Regions from separate parts of the Gossypium hirsutum genome. Here region 2 is linked to region 1. Evidence: chromatin contacts called from public Hi-C data. All regions are on one chromosome and are shown on one strand. Each heading gives the region's core, a stretch centred on a gene start, on an enhancer-like site or on the middle of the called end of the contact. The rest is flanking DNA. Distances are from core to core; before and after follow the strand shown.

The links. A called contact is a pair of places that touch in the nucleus more often than the background predicts.
Region 2: a contact with region 1 is called in a Hi-C map of leaf, with 1.8 times the contacts expected there. The contact joins the promoter of LOC121232126 here to the promoter of LOC107953315 in region 1. A contact is called at or near these places in 3 of 34 Hi-C or Micro-C datasets (all in leaf).

What each region holds. Positions count from the first base shown.
Region 1 is chrA07:12,431,528-12,435,290 of Gossypium_hirsutum_v2.1, reverse strand. LOC107953315 (protein RALF-like 27) reads left to right here and starts at 1,721. Exons shown (of 1, transcript XM_016888576.2): 1 at 1,721-2,471. The coding sequence starts at 1,845. The coding sequence ends at 2,180. It overlaps LOC107955911, which reads left to right. Exons shown (of 1, transcript XM_016891693.1): 1 at 1-116. The coding sequence ends at 116.
Region 2 is chrA07:12,737,715-12,741,503 of Gossypium_hirsutum_v2.1, reverse strand. It overlaps LOC121232126 (cytochrome b561 domain-containing protein At2g30890), which reads right to left and starts at 2,103. Exons shown (of 4, transcript XM_041117586.1): 1 at 1,687-2,103; 2 at 1,443-1,607. The coding sequence starts at 1,791.

The DNA.
Region 1 (3,763 bases), core at 472-2,971:
CTATTCAGAAGCCGGGGGTTTGTAATGGTAACATCTACGGTAATTGCATTGTACCTATTGGTCCATCATATCGACCTTGTACTGTGTATACACGATGCAAGCGAGGAGTTCGATAATCATTTTTTCAAGATTGTTAAATTTGTTTTTAGCTTATTTCATCTATGTTTTGAGTAAGCAATTTTATATGTTGCTTTTCTTAATCTTGTCATTATAATTCTCATAATAATCTATACACTTATACAAAAGCTGTCCTCAATTCATTGAGGTGTAGAATTTTTAATTGGAGCATATTGTTTTAAGAACAACTAAAAGGGTATTGGTTTTTTAAGATTAGTTTGAATGATTAAATATATGAAATTTTATGTGTGAGTTCTCTTTTAAATTATTCTAAATTTAAGTTTTATTATGTATAAATTTTATCTCAATTTATTTTAACTTAAGTTTAGCTATTTTCCAATTTTTAGCCTATTTTATTTCATATTTAGATTATTTCAGTTCTAATTAATCCAACATATATTATTTGTGATTTATATTATTATTAATATTAAACTCCGAAAAGTCTCATTTATATATTCATATTAAAATTTATAGACTTATATAACTTTTAAACTTATCATATATTGATTTCAATATGCACAATCATCCATAAATTCATATATGTTAATATTATTTTTCATGTAGTGCTTATGTTTTGATTAATTTTTATGTTACGTCTATAAATTCAACTCATATTTTAAAGAATTTATTTATAATAACTCTATTTCGATTCTAATTTATTTATTTAAAAGTTTATCATTATACTTATAATATATTATGTAGTTATAATTATTAATTAGATTTTTTAAGCAGAGTAAGAGATTTGGTTAATATTAGAGAATAATTATTGAGACTCAATGTTTTATTATTTTTATCATGTTATTGGAATTAATTGGATTAGGAATCGGTTAAGTATGTACCTAAAACAAGAGATATGTTCAATTGACACATAAAATTCAATAAACATTTTATTTAGCCAAAACTATGGATTTTAATTTTTTATCCTGAGAGAGCTGATGCCAGCACTCCATGTATTGACAAACCATAATTATTGTACTCTTGGGGCTCAGTGATGGCCTTTCGTGTTCTAATTTCCATTTGCCCCCTGCATTGGCCGAAATTGGTGGGGATTTGCACTAGTCTTTGGAAACCGAACTAAATTCAATGCAAAATCGAAGGTTTAATTTTGTCATTAGTTTCTATATTCTTTGAATTTTTTATAATTTAACTTCTCTATATTTAATTCTTAATTTAAAAATTAAAATCTAATTAATAATATTATTAAATTTGAATATGTGGCATTTTAGTATCAAAAGGTCTAATTTAAAAATGTCATAATTTTCTATACTCTTTATGAGTTTGAAATTTAGTCTTTTTACTTTTCAAATTTTAAAATTCAGATCCAAATATTAATTCTGTAAATAAATTTGTTAAATTCAGGTTTATAAGAATGCTATTTTTGAATATTTTTTATTTCAAAATGTTACACCAACAAAATTAAAAAGAAAAAAAATATATCCAACTGGTAATTTTAATCTTAGTTTTCAAGTTTTTTCTAAAAAATTAAAAATAAAACTTGACCAAGTCAAGCAAAATCACTGTCATTTTCTTTCACCAAATTTGAAGATGAAATAGCAAAGGCCCCACTATAAGACCCTTAAACCAATTAATGAAACCATACCCTTTCATTACTTATCCTCAATTTACAACTTTTTCTTATAGATAATCTCCCAACATATTATTTATTCAAGTGGCTACAAACTCAGAAAAACAAATCGGAAAAAGAAAAAAAGATCAAAAGAGGAACAATGGGATATTTTCCATTGTTCATATTAGCTTCTTTGCTGTTAATCAACAACAGTGTGACCAAATCAGCAGCTTTAGCCTTTCCTGAGAGCAAACCAAACACTACGAAATACGATGAAACAATTGGTGAATTCATCGAAGATGAAGAACAAGTGGTGTTGTTCGGTGAATCCGAGGTGAAACGAAGGAGACTTGCTGCAGATACTCCTATATCTTATCGAGGGTTACAGCGTCAACCGGTTTGCAATGCGTATATTTATGGGAATTGTATAAAACCTGCAGGTCCTGATTATCGGCCTTGTACAACATATAATCGTTGCAAGAGGGGAGTCAAATGAAAAAATAAATTAGGACTAAAAATATATGGAAGGTTTGATGTTTTGTTTTTGTGTTTGGTTTTTGATGTTACTGTTCTTCTGTTAGTAGATATATTGTGACTTTATACAAATCATTGTGAGTTTAAGAACTGTGTTCTTCGCATAATCATAAGGTATGGTGTGAAAAACCAGAGATATGGCAAAGAAATTGGTGATGTACCTTAGAGGTCCCTGTAATATAGAGACTTGATCAAATTAGTCTTTGTACTATCGAAAAGATCCAAATAAGACTAAATTAGAATAGATTTAATATTTACTGTTTAAAAAATATATATCATTTACTATTTAATAGAGTTAATATTTTTAAAGTTTTTATGATTCTTTAAATGAAATATTTTGTTTGAAATTGAACTGCAATTGAAAACAAAAATTCAAGATATTTTTTATAGTAAATGTTAATTCTGTTATAACTTGGAATTATTTAATTTATAGGGACTAAATTGATCTATTTAATAATAGAGGGAATAGTTTAATCTAGTCATTATGATATAGGGACCTCTCGAGTATTTTAACCGAAGGAAATTGAATGAATTCGAGGGAAAATAATTAAGGAAACTAATCTGATTTTGTATATGAATAAAAAATTGAAAATATGAATTCTAAACGTTCATTCTCAAAGAAAACAGATCATGAACTTGAATTGCAAGATTGTATCTATTTTTACATATGGGTTTGAAATTTGAAGACACATCCAGTATATTATCTTAGATTTTTTTAACATAAATTTTTGGAGAAGAGATAGTGGTATATATAATATCTTATTGTTTATTAGTTACGTTTTATCCAATTTCGAAAATTTTATTTACTTATTTAATCATATAAAAGTACACTTGAATAAGTCGAATTAAAAATGATTCGAAATTTTTATTGATAGATGAACAAAATGAAAACATACAAGTAATACAAGTAAAAATACTTACAAATCTAATTTAACAAGTTGAAAGTACTGTAGCAGCTACATTACATGCCCGGTATAGGGCTTTAGTATCATTCCCACAATATCTTGTAAACGGGAAGAGTCTTCTCATCACCACTATATCATCCCATACTGGTTGGATTTCCCAATTCACCTTGATTTCTTTTCCTTCGAAAATTTTCCCAAGTAGTTTATCCTTAGTCCAAAACACTACAGATGATAAACCCATACGACAAGAAGATGCAAGGATGAATCGGAAATCAACAGCTTGCTTTTGATCCTAGAAGATTGATCGAAAATTTTCCTAATAAATTTCTTTGTAATATCATCCGGAGATTTTATTAGAATGACAACGCTAACTCTTACATTTCCTTTCTTCCATCCAACATACACGTTATAAGTTGGTGTCGTCATGCTCTCCATTCTCGTCACCAAATTACTTTGCACTAGCGGTTTGTAATTACACCAACTCTCATAAGCCTTAATCGCTCTATTGGTGTAAACCACAGCCATGTTGATGACAACGATTAGAATTGGGGTTCTTCCCTTGAAAATAACCTAGTTTTGTTGGTTTCAAATACTCCATAAATTTGAGGTAAACAATATGAAGTTGTCCTTATCCTCCTTT
Region 2 (3,789 bases), core at 854-3,353, 310 kb before region 1:
ATTTTTAAAAATATTTAAAATATCATATTTTTCAATATTATTAAACATACATATTTAATTATTTATATTTCCTCATATAATAAATTATTAATATGATTTATTATTTTAATAATAAATTTTAAAAATAATAATTTTAAATAATATTATTCACATATTATTGAAAATATTCAATATTAATATTTTAATAATAAATATTTATTACAATTATAAATATATTAATAATAAATGTTTTGTAGTAAAAGGTTAAAATATGTCATAAGTCTATGTACACTTCACAGATTTATAATTTAGTCTTTGTATTTTTATTTTCAAGAATTTAGTCCGTTTACTTTTCAAATTTAAAAATCAAATCCAATTGTTGACATCGTTAATTTTTTTGTCAATTTTGTTGATGTCACATTTTTAAATAAAAAATACTCACTTAGCTAGTAGCCATGTAATTAAAAAATGACCTTGTAATGAATCTGAATTTAACATAATATTTTTAATATATGCAAAAACAATGTAAAATATAAAATTATAGATAAAAATAAATTCAATTAAAAATGAAAAAATAAGAAAATCTCAAATGCATGTTTGTTTAATTGAAAACAACTTTTATGAAATATTTTAAAGAAATCTACCAAACAACATAAAATATTTTATACAAATTCATCCAACCAGAAAATAATAGCTTTTCCAGAAATATAAATCATTTTCTAGAAATCATTTTCCGGAAGTCATTTTCAGTGAAAGAAACGGAGCCTTAATTGCTATTTTTTTCAACAAAACTCATACGACAGTCCACATGTAGTTCATGCTAATATAACACTATTTGTTTAAAAAAATAGCATGTAATACATATGGATTATCATGTTGGCTGTCATGTTTAAAATTTAATATTTTAGTCAACATTTTCGTTAAAAAATAACAATTCAACTCTTTTTGAAAGATTAATTGTCAAATTTGAATTATTTTAAAGGGTTGAGGGTCAACTTTAGTTAAAAAAAATGAATAAAGGTCAAATTGACAAAAAAAGAAGTAAACATTGAGGGTTAAATTTGACATTATGCCAAAAATAAATTATAATCTATATAGGGTATGTAGTTTTTGGTTAAACTATGCTTTAGGCCCCTGTACTCTTCATATATTTGTAATTTAGTTTTTTTACTTTTATTTTAAGAAATTTAATCCCTCTACTTTTCTAATTTAACAATACAAGTCAAATTATTAACACCGTTAAAATTTTTTAGTTAAATTTAGCCTCGTTACAACATCATTTTTCATACTTCATGGCTATCAATTGAGTATTTGTTTAATCTGAAATGACACACCAAAAAATTTAATAGAATATATTTAACGGTATCAATTATTAGACCTAAATTTTAAAAATTAAAAAGTAAGAGACTAAATTCTAAATCTATAGAGAGTAGAGGAATTTTTCGGTAAAGAGATGAACTTGCCTGTGAAACTGCGTGAACATAGAAAAGAATTTGAAGCTTTCTTCCACATTCTTCTCCATTTGACATTCTAATAGCAAGTATCCCAATAGGCATTAAAAACCCCATTGATGCCCAAAGGAGGAATCCATGCAGTGTAATCTCAAACATCAGTTTATGACTGATCACCTGTTTGGAAAAACAAAACACAGATCTGTAATGAAAAAACAATGTAATAAAACTCCATCAAAGGACATGAATCCAATACCTTTTTAATGTTGTCATTGTTGTCTTCATCAATTGAGCTTACAAGTGATGGGACGAGTAGTATGAACATGGTGAAAGAAACCAGTTTCCCTGCAAGAACTTGCATTGTTCTTCAAGCGAAAAGCTAAAAGAAAAACACAGATGAGGTATGGTGGTGTGTTAGAAGAAAAAACAGCAATAACAAGTGTTGGCAATGGTGTAATTATAAGATGACAGGCTTATAAAGCTTAGACCAGAGACCAGCATACTCAAATGCATGGTACTCAACTCTTCTTTTTTCACTGAGAATTATCAATAACTTTTTTTGCTTTTCTTTTTCCAATATATAAGCACCCCATTTCAAAAGAAAAAGGTCCTTTTCGAAATGAATAAGATTTTACATATTCTTTGTGGAATAAATTTCAAAAGCTGATTCTTCAGTATTCCTTTAACTTCAAAACATTCACATACATACAAATATACAGGTGAATGTATCTAAGAAGTAACGTCCACAACTATTAAATTAATCAATTTAGTCTTTATACTATTTAAAAAATATTATGTACTCTTTGTAAACGAAACCTTTTATTTAGAATTGAACTGCAATTGAAAAAAAGATTCAAGATATTTTTTATAAAGTAAATGTTCATTTTTGTTACAATTTAAACTTGTTTAATTCTTTTTAATAATATAAGAGTTAAATTGATTCATTTAATAATATAGGATTTAAGGTTTAGAGGATTAATTTGATATAATCCCTATAATTCAGGAACTTTCTAAATACTTTTAACCCTATATATAAGGATCCCATTTCAAAAGAAAAACACCTTTTAGAAATGAACATGATTTTACATATTCTTTTTGGAATAATAATAAAAAAAGCTGATGTTTAGCTTTCTCAATAGAATTCCTTTTAGTTGAAAAGATTCACGTGTATATATATATATATATGTTAAAAAGTACATTTTACTGAATTAAATAATTATTTTTTTCTATTTTTCAATTGTAATTTAATTTCAAATAAAAAAATTATTTATAGAACTATAAAAAATTTAAAAATATTAACTCCGGTATAAGTAAGTAAATGATATTTTAAAAAGAAGTAAAATTAACTCTATTTCAATTTAATTTATTTGATTGTTTGGAATTATGAATTAAATCAATTTATTTAATACTAAAAGAACTAATTTGATGAGATCCGAGGAATTCTGGTATACATTCACCTATATATATTATGTTGTTGTATCTATTGTTGCATGGAGGTGGATGGTTTGAGGCAAAAAAAGTTGTGATTGGTTTGAGCCAAAGAAAGAAAGTGGTGGGGGGAATTGAATGGATTGCAACTTCAACCATGTGGGGTTCCTTTTTATTTTCTTCTAGACTAGCTTTTTGGGCGGTTGTTGTTGCAGACGGTGGAATATAAGGGTTAATATAACATTTTAGTCCCTAAATTTTGCACTTTTTCTCTACTTGGTCCCAGATATTTTTACATTGGTCCCAAAACTTGATAAGTTTTACAATTTTGATCCCTAAATTTGAATTCCATTAAGATGTTATGATGTGGAAGTTTGAGATTATGTCATACCATCATCTGAAATTTTAGAAATTTGATATAAAATATAAAAAAATAAAAAAAATATATAAATTTTGTATTTTAAATAAAGAGTTGGTGATAATATGGTATAATCTTAGAATGCCACATTATTATTCCTTTAAAAAAATCTAAATTCAGAGACCAAATTGAGAAAAAACTATCAAGTTCCAAGATTAATGTAGAGTAAAAGAAAAGTTCAAGAACTAATTGGAAAATATTTTTAAGTTTAAGGACTAAATATTATATTATCGGAATCAAAAGGGGAAAATGGGATGTCAGTATAAAGTGGAAATTGGCAGCCTACACTAACCATTATCAAACACTATTTTCTGCTTCCCACTACTTTAAATGGACCGTATAGTTTAATACCAAATACATTACACTGTTATACCAACTCCCAATAGTATATATGATAGGCTTAAACATTTAATCCAACGGGGTAACATTGACTATAAGAGATGATAAACCATTGTGTCAAATCTCATTGGTTAGACAAAGGCAATAGTTGTTAATTATCATTACCATAAATTC